3 separate regions of the Mus musculus genome follow, and regions 1 and 2 are each linked to region 3. The links are chromatin contacts, called in public promoter capture Hi-C maps. All regions are on one chromosome and are shown on one strand. The core of a region is the stretch at or near the end of the contact, and the rest is flanking DNA. Distances in the headings are between cores, read along the strand shown.

Region 1 (2,968 bases), core at 397-2,896, 2.1 Mb before region 3:
ACATGTGGTCATGTATTATGAATGATGTTTAAGGGCTGAGGACAAAGAGAAGAGACAAAACTGGGGGCTGGGGGTGAGAGGAATGGAGGTGAGAGAACTGAGCTGAGGAGATGATTTTTGAAGGAGAATGCAGAGTGGAGTAGCTTGGAAATTATAGGTAACATAAACTACTAAGAGAGCAATGTGTAGAATGCAGAGGGAAAGAAGAAAAAAGTAGATGATGCTGAGAGCAGAAGGAGCAAGCAGGCTTCTCCTTACCGTGGGACAGAGCAGATCCCATGGTAAGGACAAGGCAGGTTTAGTCTTATTAAAAGAAACAAAGATTTTTTCTTACAAACATGGGTTTAATTCATTTAGCATTAAGAAGGTAGAAGCCTTTTCTTTCTCTATGTAATACAGATTGGAGTGCATTTAGTTTTCATCTAGAATGTGTGAGTTCTTTCTGCAACCATGCTGGGTCTTATGCTCCATATGCATATGTAAATATGGATGTGTGTGTAATTATGTAATTGTGAGAATGTCTGCATGTGTGTGTGTAAGTATGTAATTGTGAGAATGCATGAAAGCTGGGCCCATCTGGCTTCTAATGAAAATGAATAAGTGAGCATGAATGAAGCTGAATATGAATTTATGTGAGATTATGCATATTTGCTTATGTAAAAGTTTTTTCTTTCTGCGAGTGTTATTTACTTCTCCTGGCTCAGTAGAAGTTTATAGCTCCAAACATCCTCCTATCCCGAAAGCAAGTGGCATCTGGAGAACAGGGGAAAGGGTCTAGCAATTAATTCTTTACTTAATCTGCTGTTTTAGGATGAGGTGCTGAGTGCCAGAAACTGCAGTTTCTGACCTGAGAGGATCACAGAACGCAGGTCAGGTACAACAGCATAGTAACTTAGACTTAGATAAGTAAACTTTTTATTATACAGCAACCCTAAATTTTTGTTAAGACAAAGCCTTACCCTCCGCCTATGCTCTTACCTCTCCGTTGCCTCAAGAAGAACCGAAAAGAAAGAAGAAATACCTCACGCTGGGGCTGCACCACGGCACAAATGCATCAAAATTAATTACACTATGAACATAACAAACCAGAAATTAATAAGCCTATTCATATCTATAAACTATTGTTACCCCAAATCTCCCTCTAATAGTTAATATCCTGGGCACCTTTCCGCTTGTGGGACAGTTTGCTAACTCCCCTGCAAGTTGAGTAATGGGCTATGCAAGCTACCTACCTTAATTCCAGGAGGGAGAAGTCAAACAGCCTAGTGAGTTAGGGAAGCTGGGGCTGAAGTCAGGACCTGGTGAGCACAGGGTCACTGCCCACATAGGGGAGGAGCAAGCCACTGAGTAGTGGCAGATCTCCGGCTGCCTTCCTGATGGGGCCTCCCTGGGGCTGTGCAGGGAGACAGAAGAGTAGGCTATTGGAGGACCCGCACCAGTACTATGGAAATGCAAATCCCTGTAGATCTGGAAAAGGTCAGGCATTGGACTTGAAGAATCTTCAATTGGGCTGAGAATCTCTACGCAATGTACCTTTAAGGGAGGTGCTCGAGTCACTCAAGACTTATTGGCCAATCAGATCCTTTAGGCTGACTTGCCAGTCAGAAGGGAAGGCGGGTTTTTCCGGATGCCTTGGCGCGAATTTCACTTAGTTGCTGAGCAGACTTGAATGAGCCTGTGTGCTGTGCTCCTTGTCCTGCCGCTGGATGCTGTGGATTGTGCTCAGGCAAGCTCCGAAGGTGCGACATCGTGAGCACAGGGTCACTGCCCACATAGGGGAGGAGCAAGCGGCTGAGCAGTGGCAGGTCTCCGCCAGCCTTCCTGGTGGGGTCTCCCTGGCGCTGTGCGGGGGGGACAGATTGGTAGGCTATTGGAGGATAGGCACAAGTACTACAGAAATGCAAATTCCTGTAGATCTGGAAGAGGTTGGGTCCTGGCCTTGAAGCTTGGACTGAGAACCTACACTGTGTACCTTCAGCTAACTCTTAACTCTAACGGAGGTGCTCCAGACTTACTGGCCAGTCAGAGCCTTTAGGCGGACCTGCCAGTCAGAAGAGAAGGCGGGCTTTCCGGTTGCCGTGGTGCGGGTTTCACTTAGTAGCTGAGCCAGCTTGAATGGGCCTGTGTGCTGTGCTCCTTGTCCTGCCGCTGGATGCTGTGGATTGTGCTCAGGCAAGCTCCGAAGTTGCGCCATGGTGAGCACAGGGTCACTGCCAACAATGGGGAGAAGCAGGGGTCTCAGCAGCGCGAGCTGGTGTGGTGGGGCTTTCACAGGACTGAATGGGAATCGGCGGCCACGTGTGAGGTCCCCTGAGGTCCTAGCCACTCGCGGGACCCAGCCGTAGCCTCTGAATAACTTCACTGTGGGGGCTGCATTTGGCCTGTGTGTAGAACGATCTTTGGCATGATCCCAAACTCAGAGAGTCCTAGTTTCTGCAAGTTCTGTTCTTAGCATTTGACATTAAGGTGGACAGTCCATTTGGAGTTAATTTTGTGGAGGTTGTAAAAGACATCTCATGTGCTGGGTAGCAATCCAATATCAAGCTGTGATGTAAAAGTGCAGGATTGATGATGTAAAGGATTTACTAAAGCTTAGGAGATAGTAAGGCACTCCAAGTAGAATTTATCTGAGGGTGGACTCCATGTAAAACATCTCACAGATAAGTAATGTGCTAACCAGGGCAATTAGAGTTTAGGTTGCTAGGATACACATGCTTGTTCACAAGGATTGCCCAGAAATATGGCTCCAAGCCATAATAAAGAAAACAAACTTGATTTACAAGCAGCCACTAGGCCCATCTCCATATGAAAGAGCAGGCCTCTAACCAGCTGCTCAATGGGGCATTACAGGATCACAATCTACAGTAAGGCCTAGTGTGCCATAAAGGTTCAGTTTTCTGCTTGAAAAAAGCATACTTATGCCACATGGGCGAGATGACACTTAGTGACAACCATGTGAAAAGGGTAA
Region 2 (2,853 bases), core at 103-2,602, 2.0 Mb before region 3:
GGAGACATCTATGAAGTCAGGAGAAAGATGAAGAAACTATGAAGTCAGCAGAAGCATCATACAATGGGACACACTCAGGAGAAGTCTAATCAAATAGTTGCTGCACAAGGGGAAACTCAGTGTATCTGAAAAAATTTCTGACCAAGTCTCTCATGGCCTTGGGACTGATAACCACAACCCCGTACGGTGGGAAGAGTTGTGCTCTCAGAATCTGAAGCAACCCCTCCCAAAGGCCCTGGCCCCAGACTATTACCAGCTCTCCCAAGCATATTCCAGGTCTTAGAGAAGAAGCTCTGTTTTATCTCTATACCCAGAGCCTCAGGGAAAGCTCCCAAGGCCTAGGCCCCAAGCTGTGACTGGCTCTGCCAAGCATGTTCCTGGGTTTCATGAGGAGCTATGTCATTCTCCATATATGGAAACCTCAGGGAAAGTGTAACTTAGCACTCAATACAACAGTGTTTTGTTTTGTTTTCTTTTTTACCTTCTCACATGGTTGTCACTAGGCATCATCTCACCCATGTGGCAGAACTATGCTTTTCTCAAGAAGAAAACTGAACCTTTATGCCACACCAGGCCTTACTGTAGATTGTGATCCTGTAAGGCCCCATAGACCAGCCTGTTAGAGGCCTGCTCTTTGATATGAAGATGAACCTAGTGGATGGTAGTAAATCAAGTTTGTTTCCTTTGTTATGGTTTGGTGCCCAATTTCTGGACAATCCGGGTGAATTAACTTGTGTATCCTAGCAACCTAATCTCTAACAGCCCTAGTTAGCACATTACCTATCTGTGGGATGTTTTACATGCAGTCCACCCTCAGATAAATTCTACTTGGAGTGCCTTACTATCTCCTAAGCTTTAGTAAATCCTTTAGATCATTAATCCTGCACTTTTACATCACAGCTTGATATTGGATTGCTACCCAGCACATGAGATGTCTTTTACAACCTCCACAAAATTAACTCCAATGGATTGTCCACCTTAATGGCAAATGGTAAGAACAGAACTTGCAGAAACTAGTACTCTCTGAGTTTGGGATCATGCCAAAGATCTTTCTACACACAGGCCAAATGCTCTGCACAGATGCAGCCCCCACAGTGAAGTTATTCAGAGGCTACAGCTGGGTCCCCCAAGTGGCTAGGACCTCACACGTGGCCGCCGATTCCCATTCAGTCCTGTGAAAGCCCCACCACACCAGCTCGCGCTGCTGAGACCCCTGCTTCTCCCCATTGTTGGCAGTGACCCTGTGCTTACCATGTCGCAACTTCGGAGCTTGCCTGTGCACAATCCACAGCATCCAACCGCAGGAAACGGAGCACGGCACACAGAACCATTCAAGCACTCAACCAGGAAGCGAAACCGACACCACCGCACCCGGAAAACCCGCCTTCTCTTCTGACACGCAGGTCTGCCTGGAGGCTCTGATTGGCCAGTAAGTCTTGAGTGAGTCGAGCACCTCCCTTAGAGTTAGAGTGTGCTGAAGCCACACAGTGTAGAAGTTCTCAGACCAAGCTTCAAATCCAGGGACGACCTTTTCCAGATCTACAGGGATTTTCATTTCTGTAATACTTGTGCCGGTCCTCCAATAGCCTACCCTTCTGTCTCCCCGCACAGCCCCAGGGAGGAACCACCACTGCACCTATCACTGCTCAGCCGCTTGCTCCTCCCCTATGTGAACAGTTGACCCCGTGCTCAGCAAGTCCTTGACTTTTCAGCCTGAGCTTTCCTCACTCAGTAGACTGTTTGCCTTCCTCCTGGAATCAAGGTAGTTAGCTTGCATAGCTCAACTTGCAGTGGAGTTATCAATCTGTCCTACAAGCGGAAGGGTGCCCAGGATATTAACGATTAAAAAGAGATTTGGGGAAACAATAGTTTTGTTGCGGTTGGGATTCAGACCCGGGACCAGCTTCTGATCTGCATATATTTAACACACCAAAGCTGGCTGGGTGGAGCCATCCAGCAGCCGCGGGAGAACTGAGTTTACCTGAAAGGGGTGCTGGAAATGAAAAGATGGGGGTGGGGGGTACGCGAGAGAAGAATGAAGTCAAGACAAAGATTCTGATCAAGACTCAAAGTTTAATAATAGGCTTTACGTTTATAAAGGGAAAAACCACAAAACCCATCCCCTTCTTTAGCTGGAATATGTTGTAGAACAAGGTCAGCACAGGCAGCCAAAACAGCTAAGTTCCCATGGGAACCTGCAACTGCAGCCAAGACACATGTCTCTATCCAGCTTGATAAGGCCTGTCAAGATGAATGTTCAAGGTCTGCTTAGCCTGCTCAAGGCTGGGAAGGTTACAGCTGAACCTCCAGGTTCTCCCAGCTCTCCTCAGTCTCCACCTGTTACATAGCAAAGTTGGCAGACCCCACCTTGTACCCTGAGCTTTCCTGTCTCCAGAAGATCTTCCTATATAATCCTGACAGTTTGTACTCTTTGTCTCTCTGTTTCATTCTCTCTCTCTCTCTCTCTCTCTCTCTCTCTCTCTGCCTCCTCCTTCCTCCTTCTCCTGCCCTTCCCCCTCCTCCCTCCACTTCCCTCTCCATCTCCCTCCCCCCTGCATGCCTTGCTAGCTCCTTCTCCCCACCTCTGCTCCTTATACTCCCATCCCATAACTTCTCTGACCTCCTTGGGACTAGTGAACTCTCTGGTTCCTTGGGATCACTGAATCCACTAGAGAGCTACCCCCAAATAAACCCCCAAATACTCTAATTTCACTTGGGTTGAGTCCTTCATGCTGGGCTTAGGTAAACTGCAGCTACTTTTCAGCTGGTAAGTATGTGAACCCTGGAAGGCAAACAGGAACCAGATAACAAACCCAGTGGAGCACTATGGTTAGCCAACACATCTTCCTCACT
Region 3 (2,988 bases), core at 91-2,590:
ATCCCAAATGTCATAGAATTACTTATTGAGCAATTATATCCTCAAGAAATGCCATGAAATGAAAATATATCAGTCTAATGAAGACCTGTGAATTTTGGCAGTGTGAATTGAAGATCTGAAGTTACATCTTGCTGTCTGATCCTGTCCAGCCTTTTATAATGGAATCCCTTTCTGGCCTTTAATTGGAACATATTTTTATTTACCCTTTAAAGTGTTTGGTCTCTTTATTGTGACTGAATGGAGTAACACTGTAGTAAAATCCCTCCTGCAAATGTGTGCCGACAAGCCACCACTTCCCTATGATTTACCAACACGCTTCAGATTTCTGTTGGTGCTTTTTTCATGTGTGAGTGAGAAATCAAATCGAGTATCTTTATCAGCAAAGTATCCGCTTAAGAAACCAGCAAAGAGACAGCCAGGGACATCTGCTCTTCAGCTCGCTTCTACTAACCCTGGAATCTGAGTCTTAAAGACACCACACTGAGAATCTTGTGTGTGTGCTATAGTTACACACAAAGTGTTCTAGTTGGTATACATCTGCTTTTTATTTATTTCTTTGGTTTTTCTAGACAGGGTTTCTCTGTGTAGCCAAAGGATGTCCTGGAGCTCCCTCTGTAGACCATGATGGCCTTGAACTCAGAAATCCATCTGCCTCTGCCTCCCGGGTGCTGGGATTAAAGGTGTGTGTCACCACTGCCCGGCATTCATCTGCTTTTTATTAACCAGTGAGTATGTATGTTAAGATTGATATGCTTTTTCCTCCCAGTAGACTTGAAGCATCGTTTTTCTACATTGTGAGAGATTTTTAAACAACTTTCCAAGAGTTTTGATTTTTAAAGGACCCTCTGATCCCCAAACATTTTACCCTGGGCAATGCAGTCTCCATTTCCTCACAAGCAAATCTAGAATGTGTTTTTATTTCCCACTGAGGTGCCAGTTACCCTTTTTCTCGTGGGAGCAGCATTCGGTGGAGCTCTTTGTCTTCCAGCACACAAACCAGAAACACACATTCTTCCTGTCATTAAAGTAGAAAACACGGTCTATGAGTTACATATGGCCAGGTTTTAAAAAGCCTAGCCTTGCAGCCTCACTCATGTTCTCTGAATCCGCTTGCAGTCATCAACCCTGGAGCTGTCTGTGCTTCACCCGCAGCTCTGGGTTTCCTCCACGGGTGGGTCCTTGCAGGAGGGTCGCCGGGTGTGGAGCGGGCGCTGCGTGCCCCGGTTAACAGGATGACGGAAGCGCGCCGCGGGACATTTCTCGCGGCGGACCGGAAGCTCTTAGGTTCTCCCCCCTCCCCCCACGGAAGGCGTATCCTCGCTCGGAGGCGGGGTGGGGGCGTGGCTTGGAGGGGGCGTGACTGCGGGCCGGCGCGCATGCGCTGTCTGGCCGCGCGGAGCTGAGGGACCATGGCTGCCACGTTCTTTGGCGAGGTGGTGAAGGCGCCGTGCAGAGCTGGGACTGAGGAGGAAGAAGAGGAGGAGGAGCAGAGCAGGCGGGACACGCCGGAGGACCGGGAGGTCCGGCGGCAGCTGGCGCGGAAGAGGTCAGGCTCCCGGAAGGCTGCGAGCGTCAGGCGGTGTCGGCCTGCAGGGTGCCCTGCGTTCACGCTGGGACGTCGGCAGCCCAGCGATGCTCGCCCTCCACCGTGCACTTTAGGTCACGCCGCATGTCGGCCGTATTTCTTTCAAAACTACTTTCAGACACAGAAGTCAGGTCACGCCAGCCCCTTCCTTGGTCAAGGTTTTACCACATTCATTTCCTCTCCCACCACCCCTACGAGTTTCCGATTAGGACTCCCCACACGTCTTCCTAAGCATGCTGTCTCAATTATTTGTACTCTAGAGCAAACCCACACATAAAATATGCACATAATTAAACTTTGTTGATTCTCCTATTTTTTCAGTACCTCCATTCTGAGCTTTTAGGCGGGTTCTCGGATCAGAACTTGGGTCGTCATGTTTGTGTTGGCAACTTAGCACCTTCCCTACCCCACGTTTGCTAATAACACGTTTTCAGTATCATACCAGTCCACAGTCAAATTCACCTAGATTTTTAAAATACACTTCCCGGTGATTGTGTCAACGACAGACACTTTTGGCAGTTCGTTTCATTTGACAGCTCCCTCTCACTTCTCACACTCTTCCCGAGAGCCCTGATTTGTCTGATGGTCAGTCTTAGCTTACTTTTGCCACAGCTAAATGCTTGAACGTTTGTTTGAAGTCTTGGTCACATTCAGCATTTTGCGGGCTGGAGTGTTGGAGATGCTTTTAGTGTCTTTTTACATTGTGTCTGGCTTGTGGGTGCTGGCATTGTGTGTGTCAGGCTAGTATGAAGTTTGTTAGTAGTTTTACTCATAAAAAGAAAGTGTTTTATCCATTTGCAAGGGCACCAAGGACACTGATTATTTTATCTAACACCATCTATCCATCCAACTATCCACTCATCTCTGTCTTCTATCACCTACCTATTTATCCATCCATGTATATGTAAATATAGCACCTTTCTACTACCCATATAAATATCTATAAGTAACATGTCTACCATCGATCTCATCTGTCTTCCATCTATTTATACATCCAGCTCTATATAGCACCTATCACTTAATCTCTTAATCTGACTGTCATTCTGCCCATCACCATCTCTTACAGTGAACTGGTGGTCACAGTCATATTTGTTCACTTTTGTCTCTTGCTGTTAGGGAGGTTCGGCTTCTCCGAAGACAGACAGAAACATCTCTGGAGGCTGTGCTCCTAGAGACACACCCTTGCTCCAAGTTTATAATTGCAGTAGGAAGCAACGCAACAGGTAAGTGCCAGTGTCAGGAGTATATGTCCCGTTGGAAGAATGGACTCGAAGGTCCTTCTGCATGTATCTTACGTATTTTAAAAAGTTCACAACAGGTCCTGGGCATGTGGCTCAGGTGATAGAGTGCTTGCCTGTCAATCACAAGACCTTGGGTTTGAATCCCAGTACCATGTGAACTGG

Evidence for each region. Promoter capture Hi-C pulls out the DNA fragments that hold promoters and counts their contacts.
Region 1: a promoter capture Hi-C map of erythroid cells shows a contact between it and region 3, with 18 times the contacts expected there. The contact joins the promoter of A630089N07Rik here to the promoter of Psmg1 in region 3.
Region 2: a contact with region 3 is called in a promoter capture Hi-C map of pre-B cells, with 3 times the contacts expected there. The contact joins the promoter of B230307C23Rik here to the promoter of Psmg1 in region 3. A contact is called at or near these places in 3 of 39 promoter capture datasets (erythroid cells, liver and pre-B cells) and 1 of 484 Hi-C or Micro-C datasets (B cells).

What each region holds. Positions count from the first base shown.
Region 1 is chr16:98,081,117-98,084,084 of GRCm38.p6, reverse strand. A630089N07Rik (RIKEN cDNA A630089N07 gene) reads left to right here and starts at 1,646. Exons shown (of 5, transcript NR_015491.1): 1 at 1,646-1,739.
Region 2 is chr16:97,995,835-97,998,687 of GRCm38.p6, reverse strand. It overlaps B230307C23Rik (RIKEN cDNA B230307C23 gene), which reads right to left and starts at 1,352. Exons shown (of 4, transcript NM_001362093.2): 1 at 1,252-1,352. The coding sequence starts at 1,254. It overlaps C030010L15Rik (a long non-coding RNA gene), which reads left to right. Exons shown (of 5, transcript XR_001781957.2): 3 at 901-991; 4 at 1,237-1,762.
Region 3 is chr16:95,989,312-95,992,299 of GRCm38.p6, reverse strand. Psmg1 (proteasome (prosome, macropain) assembly chaperone 1) reads left to right here and starts at 1,340. Exons shown (of 7, transcript NM_019537.3): 1 at 1,340-1,546; 2 at 2,702-2,808. The coding sequence starts at 1,410. Brwd1 (bromodomain and WD repeat domain containing 1) reads left to right here. Exons shown (of 42, transcript NM_145125.3): 42 at 1-208.